Regions from separate parts of the Mus musculus genome. Here region 2 is linked to region 1. The links are chromatin contacts, called in public promoter capture Hi-C maps. All regions are on one chromosome and are shown on one strand. Each heading gives the region's core, a stretch centred on a gene start, on an enhancer-like site or on the middle of the called end of the contact. The rest is flanking DNA. Distances are from core to core; before and after follow the strand shown.

What was found. Promoter capture Hi-C pulls out the DNA fragments that hold promoters and counts their contacts.
Region 2: a contact with region 1 is called in a promoter capture Hi-C map of liver, with 4 times the contacts expected there. The contact joins the enhancer-like site here to the promoter of Micu2 in region 1. A contact is called at or near these places in 4 of 39 promoter capture datasets (cranial neural crest, hippocampal neurons and liver) and 1 of 9 other capture datasets (adipose tissue).

The regions. Positions count from the first base shown.
Region 1 is chr14:57,995,671-58,001,608 of GRCm38.p6, reverse strand. Micu2 (mitochondrial calcium uptake 2) reads left to right here and starts at 2,347. Exons shown (of 12, transcript NM_028643.3): 1 at 2,347-2,579. The coding sequence starts at 2,370. 3110083C13Rik (RIKEN cDNA 3110083C13 gene) reads right to left here and starts at 2,297. Exons shown (of 2, transcript NR_166770.1): 1 at 2,147-2,297.
Region 2 is chr14:58,707,762-58,713,699 of GRCm38.p6, reverse strand. No RefSeq gene overlaps it. Among named protein-coding and RNA genes, the nearest start is that of Gm25614, 60 kb to the right of the region's middle. Within about 2 kb of position 3,574, at least 10 of the 459 cell types and tissues checked have an H3K27ac peak or open chromatin away from gene starts, as enhancers often do. A contact at or near this core is called in liver, where this site is marked.

The DNA of each region.
Region 1 (5,938 bases), core at 1,098-3,597:
TGATGGAGCAGGAGAAAGCCAAATCTTAAGGAAGATGAATTCCCATCTGTCGAGAGTGCACCATGTGCCAGGCATTTGGCTAATCACTTCCTCTAAGTTATCCCATTTCATTTCCCATCTGAAATTGAGAGGGCTGTTTACAGATGGGAAACTGAGCCTCGGTGCCCTAAATCACAGTGATGTCAGTGGCAGGGCCGGAACACAAACAGTAAGGCCTGGCTGAGAGGTCTATGCACAGTAAGTCTGCTTACTTCCCTGCTAGGAAGGCACGGTGGAAAGGTTTTGGCACCTGGGACAAAGTGAGAAAGTTCTGACTTCACGTTAGAACATACTGGCTGGGGTGGAGCAAGCACAGACTAAGAAAGGATAATAACAATCCAGGTGGCTTCCTCTAACTTCTCAAATTAGACTTGGTATGGCAGCTTTCACTATTTCTTTATTTTTATTTCGTTAACCCATCGAAATGGCCATTGTTGTACATCAGGAGTTCTGGCACCTCTGACATGGGCATCAAACTGATACACACCCAAGTAAAGGTTCTAAGTCTGAGGCCAGGTCAGAGGTTGAACAAGGGGAAGGTTAAGTTTACTCAGTAGCGGTAAGGAAGAATTGAGGACCCCAGGCTACAGAAGCCAAGCTTTCTGCCAGGATGAAATCCTTTCTACCACCAAAAGAACATCCAGCCCTGAGGTCGTGTTCCACATCTGCCATAGAGAAGATGAGCGGGGGAGGGAAGAGGGGGCTGGTGACAGGGGCATGGAGCAGGTGTGCACCTACTGTTAGTCCCATGTGGGATCACAGCTACGAGTCAATATTTTGTAAGAACAAAATGTAAAGGAAACATACAATAAATAGCAACTGTTTACAATACAGTGGCTTTGTCTGGGAGATCTGAAGAAAATCATTGTCAGAAGTCTGGATCAGATATTGTTTAACAGAAATGAAAGACCAGGCGCTCGGGAGGAGCAGACAAACAGAGATAGGCCCTTGAAAAGTGTTGGCCAGCTTTGAAAGATTACAAAAAAAAAAAAAAAATCCAAAGAAAAATAATGGCTGTTGCTAAATGCCATGCATAGGGCCTGACAGCACTGACCTGTACATGCAAATGTTGTCAAAATGCTAACGTCCTGTACATTTTACTTCATTCAAACACCAAATTTTAGGGGCTGAGTAGACAGCTCATCAGTTAAGAGTGTTCTCTGCTCTACCAGAGCACCAGAGGTCCATTCTCAGCACCCATATCAGGCTGATCACAACTGCCTCTATCTCCAGCTACAACACCCTCTTCTGGACTCTGGGGGCACCCACCCATATGTGGCATAAATACACAGAGGCATACACATAAAAAATGAGTCTTGATAAATAAATATAAAGGGCATTTAGCTATAAAAAACGGAGATCTGTAAGGGTGAGCATGTACACATATTCTTTCCTTTTTTCCTTTTGACACAGGATTTCACTATGTAGTTATGGGTGGCCTGGAACTCACTGCGCAGACCAGAGGTCAGAAAACAACTTATAGGACTCTCTTCTCTGACTTCTAACTCAGGTAGGCAGGCTTGGCATGAAGTGCCTTTATCCACTGAACCAACTGTCTCAAGTGACTCACTATAATCAGACATGTGACATTTGGGGCAAATATAATATCGTCAATATTTTCAGCCCCTTACCCTAGCCTCTTTGAGGATGAAATTCTACTGTTGCATCAACACCCACAGTGGTTATACCCAGCACCCTCTGCCGCTTACTGTTAGAAGTGTTTCCCTCTCCAGCTCTAAATGTGCCCACTTACGACTGACATAGGCTTTCCCGAGAGAGCTAAAGATGCTATGTTTAAGTCTATCGACTGAAAAACCATGCTAAATCTAATTTGATTCCGCATTTATCATCAACACCCTTCTTAGTCCCTATTCTTAATCTAGTTTGTCCAATATATTCCACCCAGAATCTATTACCCTTCCTTTAGTCTAATTTCATGGGGGGGGGGGGGTAGAGACCAGAAGGGGGCGCTGGATGCCCTGGAGCTGGACTTATCTGTGGCCTTAAGTCTCCGGAATCCAGCTGTGGTGCTCTGGAAGGGCAGCAAGCACCCTTCACCCCTGAGCCATCCCTGCAGCCCCTTCTTGGCCCACAGTGGTGACCTGACCTGTTAGGACAGTTAACCAGCTAACTCATGTCCTTTGCCTTGGAAACTGTCACCGGAGCCGAGGGTCACCTCAAAACCACGCTTGAACGTCGAGGAAGCAGCCACACCTAGCAACACACGCGCAGAGCACGGTGGAGGGTGATGAGCTCTCGCGAGAGCCCAACTCTGTTCTCGGGCAACAGACGGTGAGGGCGGGGCGCGACGCTCGGGCGCTTCCGCAAAGATGGCGGCGGCTGCGGGAAGAAGCGCTTGGCTGGCGGCCTGGGGCGGAAGGCTGCGGCGCGGGCTCGCGGCCGGCCGACGAGCTGTGCCGACTCGCGGCCCTCTCGCAGCGGCTGTGGCCGGGGTAGCCCTGGCAGGCGCAGGAGCGGCATGGCATCACGGCCGCGTGAAAGCAGCCGCGCGCGAGGGCTCCCGAACGGTGTCGGCGCAGGTACGGCTCAGCCCGGCCCCGCCCTCAGGCACCCCTGGGAGGGGGGCGGAGGCACAGGAGACCCTAGGCGCCTGGCACGAGCCTGGAGGGCCTGGGGGGTTCCGGGAGGAGGCGGCGGGAGGCCCCGCCCGGGATGCGTGTGGGCGTGGCTGGGGCACGCCTCTGCCCACCTGGTGGATGGAGAAGGGTCCTTGACGTTTGCGGGGGCTGGGCACCCCTTAGTTAGCCTGCATCGTTAAAGAGTTCCCTGGTCGCTTCTTTGTTGAAAAGGGTGGCGTCGACCTACTGTGTGAGCCACACACCCCCCCAGTCTAGAGAATATCAACTCTAAAAGTTAAACAGCTGATAGTTGCAGATTTTATCAATTCCAATGACAGCTGTTACATAAGTCGAAACCGTAATGTTTTAGTGGACCCCGCCTACGCGGCAAAACAAGTTTTCCTAAACCTGAGCTGTCAGGATGCAAATGTTAAGTACCCTACTTCAAGATGAACCCGGTCTTGTAAAACCTTGGAAAGTTTGAATGTACTCTCTAAGATTTTTATAGAGAGAGGCATTTCAGTGTTTTGGGTTTTAGGGTTTTTAAAATTAAAAGCAGTTTTTTATTTTCCTTATTTGCTAGGTTTCTGTTACCTAGTTCTAGTGGGAAAACTCAAGCATTAAAATACAACAAAAAGAAAAGCATACCTTACAGATTAAAGGTTGGTAACTGTTTGATTATTGAACAGTTTATACAAACATTGACTCCAACCTCACACCACATCAGAGGTGGAAAAAGCTACACAAGCATTATAGACTACTTTTTAATGTTTTCTGTGATTTGTTTTCATTTTATATGTATGAGTGTTTTGCCTGCGTGTATGTGTGTACACTGAATGCAGACCTGATGCCCAAATGCCATAAGCTTGCATTGGGCCCCTAGAACTAGAGTTACAGGTGATCCTAAGGGACCACAAGAGTGCTGGGAACTGAACCTGGGCCCTCTATAAGAGCAGCAAGAGCCCTTAACCACTGAGCCATCTCTCCAGCCCCAACATTTTTGTTCATTCTATGTCAACCAAATTTATTGTTCATTATTGGTTTTTCTGTTTGCATATTCAATTCCATCCTATCCAGAACCTTAGGTTAGTCCCCCTGTGGTATTTACTTTAACATCCAAAACTACTAGTGCCTAGGATAATAAACTCATGTTTTGTTTTGTTTTGTTTTGTTTTTTGCTGGTGTTGAGTTTCCAATATAGTAGGCAAGTGTTCTACTACTGAACTACATCCCAGCCCCCCACATTTAAATTTTTGTAATATAGAGCCACCTTAGTCACAATCCATGACTTGTTATTAACTCAAAAAACTTCAGCCAGTGACTCACTCACTATCTAGGAACCAAATTTAATTCCCACCCACATTCCCTCCACAGTTTATAAGCTGATTTCACCTCCTTTGAGTTCTAAGATTTTTCTCTGGTTTCCTTTGTGTTCTGGCTCCCTTCTAGCCTGTTTCCCTTTAAATTAGTAACTTCAGCTTATCATTCACACCAATGTGGTATTTTGAGCGTTTCCTCACTTAGCCTGCTCATTTTCTTTTTAACCTTCCACCTAACTAAAGAAACCCAAACTCATTATCAATTGTTTTCTAAGTTCTGTTGACACAAGTCGGCTTGGTCTGCTCTTTGGACTAATTGAAACCCCGGCTTTTCTACTTTCACTCCTACAGTGAGCATCCCTTCCTCTACAGTGGCTGAGAACTACTGCAGTCAGCATTACTGTGTTTTGAAATCTCCCCCTCTAGGGCAGTAATTTGAATGTATTTTCCTAAAAGGGGCACCTATTAATCCTTGGACACCGTTTGGTCACATGAGTGCATACAGCTTTCTTTTATGTTTATTTACTGCATATATGTGGATCTAGTATAATAATGAGACTAGCTTTCATTTTCATTCATCACACAAAATGACTTTTCCAATAAAAATGGAGAGCTTGTGTTAATGGTGCCCTGCTCTTTTCTTTTTCCCCCTGTGGTGGTTTGTGTGGGTCAGCAGTAGACATCCAGATTATAAAGCAGCTGGCAGGTTGTAACCCATCTTTCCATCATAACTATTGAAGTCCTGTGTACCAAGGCATGCACAAGGAGTGTTAGAAAGGCAGCTTACTTAAGTCTAACAGCAGAGGGCAATTTTAATCCAATATTGTAATGCTGGCTGCCGTTGAAGGGTCCTAGAAGAGCACCCAACACACTCCTGGTTTCCTGAAGGGATGAGAAATAAATGGTCATCCTGGAGCTGCTTGGGAGTCATTTGGCAGAAAGAGAGTGTAGGTAATTGGAATATCTGCTCAGAGATCTACAAGAAAGTTTAACTCAGCAAAAGTGTGAGCTATGAGACCAGTGTGTGCAGGGACCTGGAGTGTCATTAAATCACCTAAGCCATATTAGTGGGACTTCTTATCTTAAGGACTATAGGAAGCCATTGCAGGAGTTCTGTAGTCTTGGACACCTACCACTGGAACCTCCACCCTCACCCTCACCCTCACCCCCAGTCCCACAGGAAGCATTCTAGGTAGAAGAGGTAACTTTGTTTCCAGTACCCAGTGATTTAAACTTATCTAATTAGGAGTACAAACAAGGCACACTAGAGCAGCTGCTTAACTGCGGGTGGCGCCCTCATACTAGCTTGCATATGAGGCCATAACTGGGTGTGGGATTATAGAAAAGAAAAGCAAAAGCCAAGAATAAAAGGTTCTAAGCACCCAATGAGGGGGAAACCAAACATAAAACACACTGCATCGCAGGTGTTTGTAGCAGTACTCACTGGTGTTATATGTAACTTCCCTGGAACCTTGTTCTAAACACACAGTATCCAGGGTCTGAACACTTTGGCTTTATTTCCAGACAATTGTGTATAATGAATTGCAGTGGCTTTTTTTTTACTATACATACAAAGATTTCTGCTCTTACAGAAACATAGTGGTTTAAGAACCAAAAACAAAAAACAAACAAATCTACTGTGTTTCTACCATCATTTTTTAGTGTGTATCAAATTACTATATTGTTCATTGTATTGTGTTTAAATATTTGATATGAAATTTTTAAGTTACTGATCTTAGAAAGTCATTACATGAATCTTGCTTGTAATTAGGACATAATTTCCAACAATTTCTGAAGCATCCCTAAATACTTGTGTGTGTGTGTGTGTATGTGTGTGTGTGTGTGTGTGTGTGTGTTGTATGTTTGCATTGATAACTAAAAAAGCAAAGTATCTATCAGTCAGCTTCAGAAAAACATTGGAAATACACTACACCCTGCAGGGCAAGATCTCCAGCCAAGATTTAAGGACCACATCTATCTTATTAACTACTTTTAAATTTT
Region 2 (5,938 bases), core at 2,325-4,824, 710 kb before region 1:
ACTGAGGAACAAGAAGACCTTTCTCAAAAGCATTTATGACAAATGCAGAGCTACCCCTTTCCTAATGATAGAAGTCTGAAAACGTTCCCTCTGGACCAGGAGTCACAAGAGCCAGCTTCTTCATCACCACTAAACATTGCCAAAGCAATCACAGAAAGACAAGCAAAAGGCCTCCTATTTCAAAGAGGTAAAGGCATCTTTTAGGGGCATAATCCTAAGATAGAAATCTCCTAAATTCAACACAAAACCTAGAGCCAAAAATGATCCAGGAAAACTTCAGCTGAGTAAGATCAACACATGAAACATCACTTTTCTAAACACCATCAATCATGAATACAGAAAGAAAAATATGAATACATAAAACAAGATTTACAGCAGCATCCAGAGAATAAAGTGTCTACGAATAAATTAAACAAAGTTAAAGGCTTATTCATTGAGAACCGAGGTGCACTGCTGAGAGAAGCTGAAGACGAGTAAGTGTGAAATTATCCCATGGTCATAGATTGGGATGCTTAGAACTATTAGACCAGCAAATACTGCTCAAGGCAATCTGGAAAGGAATGGGCACTCTATGAAATGACATCAATCTCTGTAGAAGTTGTAGGTCTGATTTTCATACTCACACAGAATTGAGAGATATTCTGATTAGCCAAGACAATTCTCAAGAGAAGAATGGAACTAGAACAATCACACCTAAGTGAAAAGCTTGTGAAAAAAGCTAACTCTACAAGTAAAGTACGAGTGAGAATAGATCACAGAATAGAGTTGAGTCCAGATCACAGGCACATGTCTGTGGTCAACTGATGGATGAACCGGATCCCAAAAAACTCTCAAGAGGGAGACTGAAGTCTCTTCATCCTTAGTGCTACACAACTGAAGAGGATATGAACAAGAGTAAACCTGGTCTTCTCAAACCAAAGATCAAACTGTACTCCAGAACTGGGCAAAAACAAACACAGGAGCTACAACCATAAATGTTGTGTGGGAAAAGATGGAAGACATGTTCATGGGAATGGATTTAGCAGTGGATTCTTAGATGCAACCCTAAAAGCACATGAAGGAAAAAACATTAGTTAGACTTCTTTGTATCATTTATCGTTGTGTTACCAAATAACTTTGATAACACTTAGCAGTATTCTCAGGAGAATTTGAACATTAACAAGTATGTTCACCTAAAATGAAGCTTGTTCTAAGCTGTTGAGCTTTGTACCCATCACATGAATGGCATGAACTACCCATGTTTAGTTCTGCCTCTGTGCCTGAGCACATTTATCCTATTTATCCTGACCCATCAGCCAGCTTCTCTGATGACACCAATGTAGTCTGGAAGTGACAGAGAAGCAACATTCCTGGGAGCTTCCTTGTGATGTGCTGTGACTAAGAAGTGTCCCCACGGGTTCATGTATTGAGTGTTTAGTCCTTGGCCACAAGCAAAGTTCTGGTTTTATTATCACTTAGATAAGAAAAATCCAAGACATGCCTTGGAATACACCCACAATTTCTTACCAAGGCAGAAGCCTGAGTAAATACATTTTATTAGTTGTCTTCCCTCCTCTACCTTTCTTTCCCTTTCCTCTTACCATGACCCTGAACTTCTTCCAAAACTTTATACACTCAAACTTCTGTCTCCAGATCTAATTGTATTGGAGATAACAGTAAGTTGTGGTCAAATAGAGCAATACCAATGTCTTGCACAAAGCTTTCTCTAACATGAGGATTCACTCTCAACATTAAGAGCTCTGTAATGGATATATCCATGCTATTGAACATTTTAAAACATTAACGTTTCTAGAAATTGGTCGGGCTTTTACAACTTTTGTAAAGTTTTTTTACAAAAACTTCTGTAGTGCTTTAAAGAGTTTTGTGATTGTACAGTGGGCTGTATTGGTAGTGATCTTGAAGTTTATACTGCCCATGGCCCATAGGTTGGATTTGCCCATGACAGAGTTATATGCTCAACTCAAGCATCTAAACTTTAAATTGTTATAAAGTCAAAAGAAGCATAAAGACCTGGACTGGACAGGTATCTAAAGGAAAGCTCTGTTCCTGATACTAGCTTCCTGGAGAAGAAACAACAGTATAAAGTGGACAAAGATCAAAATGTAGGAATAAGAGTCAAAGCCTTTAGAGGACACAGCACCAAGGCTAGGTGACTTGGATAAAAGTGATTATGAGCTTCATACTTTCCTGTCATATTCATGAATTTATAGCCCTTACTCCAAAAACAGCTATGTCCAATCCTCTAAAGAGAGTTGGTCACACAGATAAGTAGAGGAAGCCTATACTGGTTGATTTTCTATCAACTTTACACACAGTAGAGCCACCTGAGAATAGAGAACCTTAATTGAGAAAATAGCCTATCATAATGGCTGGAAGATGAACCCATGGAGGTATTTTCTTCATTGATGACTAATGTGGAAGGGTCCATCCCAGAGTGGGACAGATGGACTTGAGATGTAAACAAAATCAAACTGAGCAAGCCAGGAAGCAGTATTTCTCCACAGTCTCTGCTTCAGTTCCTGCCTCCAGGTCCCTGCCCTAAGTCCCTGCCCTACTGTAAGGTTAAAAATAACTCTTCCTCCCAACTTGCTGTTGGTTACAGCCATTTGGGAGCATGAAGTCCTCAACTCATTGTGTGAGCTCATGAACACCATGCTCCAAAGGCCCCAGATCAATCATAAATGTTGGTCTAGCAACCACAGCATGTCACAACTGCTTCAAAAAAGTTTTTGTTTTTTGTTTTTTGTTTTTGTTTTTGTTTTTTTTATTCCAGGTTTGGTGTCACATGTCTGTAATCTCAGCACTCAGGAGGCTAAGGGAGGGAAGTTCCAAGTTTGAGGCGATCTGGAATACACAGACGTTTGAGAGCAGTCTAACTTTGTGAGAATTCAAGGCTAATCTGGGCTACTGCCTGAGATACTGCCTTGAGAAAACAAGTCAATAAGTCCCCAAACCAACGGCTTGATTTCTTCTCAAATATCTAATGATTTAGGGAAGGAACATAAATCGCTGTGGAGGATTCCAGAAACCCTCCTTGCTAACCAGTCTGAAGTATCACTTCCTCCTGCTTCTTTTATTCTAACAATGCCTTTATCCTGTAAAGGATTCAGGGATCAAAATTGGGGACAAGAATTGAGCAGCAAAGAGAAAGCTAAAGAAGAAAAAGTGTCATCTAAGCAAAGGGTAAGGAGCTGTAGAGAGCCGAGGCAGAGGTCGGACATTCTCTCCCATTAGAACCATTGTTCTTGCTTTGTTCATTTATGTGATAGTTCCCTAAGGACCGAGCTCTCTCTACTGTCTTACATCCTCAAGTAAACCTGTATTCCCATCCCATGTAAAAGCCTGACCAGTTACTCAGAAATACTCACCCTAGATAGCAGAATGCTCAAATATTACTTTGGTTTCAAGCTCAGAAAAAAAAAATAGTCATGGAAAGTTTATATAATCTTCTTCATATGAATTCTCAGTGTTCAGGAAAGCCTTGGGTCTGGGCCAAAGTAAGAAGTGTTGAGCTATTCAGAAATGGCTTGGCTGGTCAGAAGGGTTCGATAGCTGGGAACTGAAGCAATTTGCACAAAGTGTTGGTTGGCTGAGCTGGAAGAGTTGCCTTCCTCTTGGCAAAGCCTTCCTAAGGGAGGCAAATGCAAAGAGCCTGCTGCTTCTCCCACGTGTGTGATTGTTTGTCTTTGATTCACTTATTATGTAAGAACAGGCGATCTCTCCAGATGGCAGTGACGGACAGAGTCTAGACATCGTTTATTGGCCGGTGACGTGGAAACAAGTCTGCAGTGTCTACTATTTCTCTTCTTTTGGATTTTTCTCTCCATTTTGCCACTCTTTTTTTGATATTGCATATTCTGAAAAAAATAAATGATCCTGACACTTCAAGTAACTCAAAAGCTCAAAGACATATTCCCCACTGTGTCGGGAAGGGCTGTTCCCATTTCCTGAGACAGTAGCTCTGGCCTGTGGCTCTGTCAGGAAAGACGGCAAATCACTATCATGCCTGTGTCTGGCCTTCCTGGTTTCCTCCAAGGTGGCATACTAAATAAATGAAGAAACAGTAGATCGAAATACACTCAAGAGCAGTGACTTCTCCCACTGGAATGTTCCTGACAAAAGTTTACTGTCTTCAACTTATTTAACTGCATCAATTTAACAAAAACATTACCTAGTATTCACTAGGCAACATGTGACCCGGTAAACCCTAGACCTCAGAGTCACTGGTACAAAGTCCTGTTAAAAACCTTGCTGCCCTGTGTAGTAGAAGAGAAAAGTCAATGATTTCAGACCTCTACTTTGCAGCACAGTGACTACTGACTTGTCTTCAAGTCACCTTTTGTTTCTTATATTCTGTGCTCAAACCCTGCTGGGATCATTCAACTTCTCCTAGGCTGCTTCTTGGTCTCAGCTATAAATAGGCCTCAAAGTGTATTTTTATCGTTTGGATCTTGACTTAAAGGACACTTCATTAAAAAATCCTTCCTGATGGTCAAGACTGTGTTAATCTCACCCTGTATTCACAGAGACAAGTGCTAGTTACACACCTTATGCTCAGGATCCAATCATTGGATCCCTAGGCTATGACACATGCCTCATACATAGCAGGAAAGAATTCTCGTGGATGAGTGACTACATGAGCACACTGGAGCAGCAAAGGAAGCACTTTTCAATGGTCCTTTACCCCAAATCCTTTTGTAAGTAGTTTCTTTGGAACACTACAGAGTTTCTTTGGTATAGAAATAATGTTACTGTAAAAGTTAGCTGGAGATATGCCTACAAATGGCAGATGTCTGTGACTTGGTAAGTCTGTAGAACTCTGAGTTTCACAAATGAAACTCATTTCTTTTCATTACGCAAAGGCTCAGAACATTTAAAAACAAAAGGCTTCTATGTAACATGTCACTCACTGCTTGCTTGGGTCAAAGAATCTTTTTGTGACCTATACATCATTGCCTATTGGTTACCCATTCTACTCCAAACATGTTCAGAGCCATAAAGAAAAAGAAGGAATTGATGAGTCTTATGCACGTGCCTGAAGGAACAGTGTTCCAGGAGTGATGTGATCGATAACCTTGGTTGTCAGCTTGTCTACACATAGAACCAACAACAACAACAAAAAAATCTCTCAATTCAAAAAGTCCATTACAATATCAGAGAGAGAGAAAGAGAGAGAGGGGGGAGAGAGAGAGAGAGAGAGAGAGAGAGAGAGAGAGAGAGAGAAGGGAGGGGAGGGGAGGGGGGAGGGGAGGGGAGGGGGGGAGGGGAGGGGAGGGGAGGGGAGGGGAGGGGAGGGGAGGGGAGGGGAGGGGAGGGGAGGGGAGGGGAGGGGAGGGGAGGGGAGGGGAGGGGAGGGGAGGGGAGGGGAGGGGAGGGGAACGGAAGGGAAGGGAAGGGAAGGGAAGGGAAGGGAAGGGAAGGGAAAGAGAAGGGAAGGGAAAGAGAAGGGAAGGGAAAGAGAAGGGAAGGGAAAGAGAAGGGAAGGGAAAGAGAAGAGAAGAGAAGAGAAGAGAAGAGAAGAGAAGAGAAGAGAAGAGAAGAGAAGAGAAGAGAAGAGACATAGAGAGAGACAGACATAGAGAGAGACAGAGATTCAGAAAGGGGGCAAAGGTAAAAATCTCACTATATAGCTCTTTGGACAGTGCCTTAATAATGAGGAAGTTATTCAAATGAGCTGGGGGGATTTTCAAGTTTTCTGATGACTTTTTTGTTTGTGTCTATGTTGAACAAATATAGTGAATTTTCATAATGCACAATTTCCACTCAGGAACATGAGATGCCAGCTCAGACATCAAATAGATCCACCAAAGCTTGAATGACTTAACTCATCTTGCTCCTGTGTGAAACTCAATAAAGTTTTATTCAAATTTGATGACATTTCTAAACACCTAGAAATCCCTCCATTTCCAGTGATGTGGTATGAAGCTGAGGTAACTCT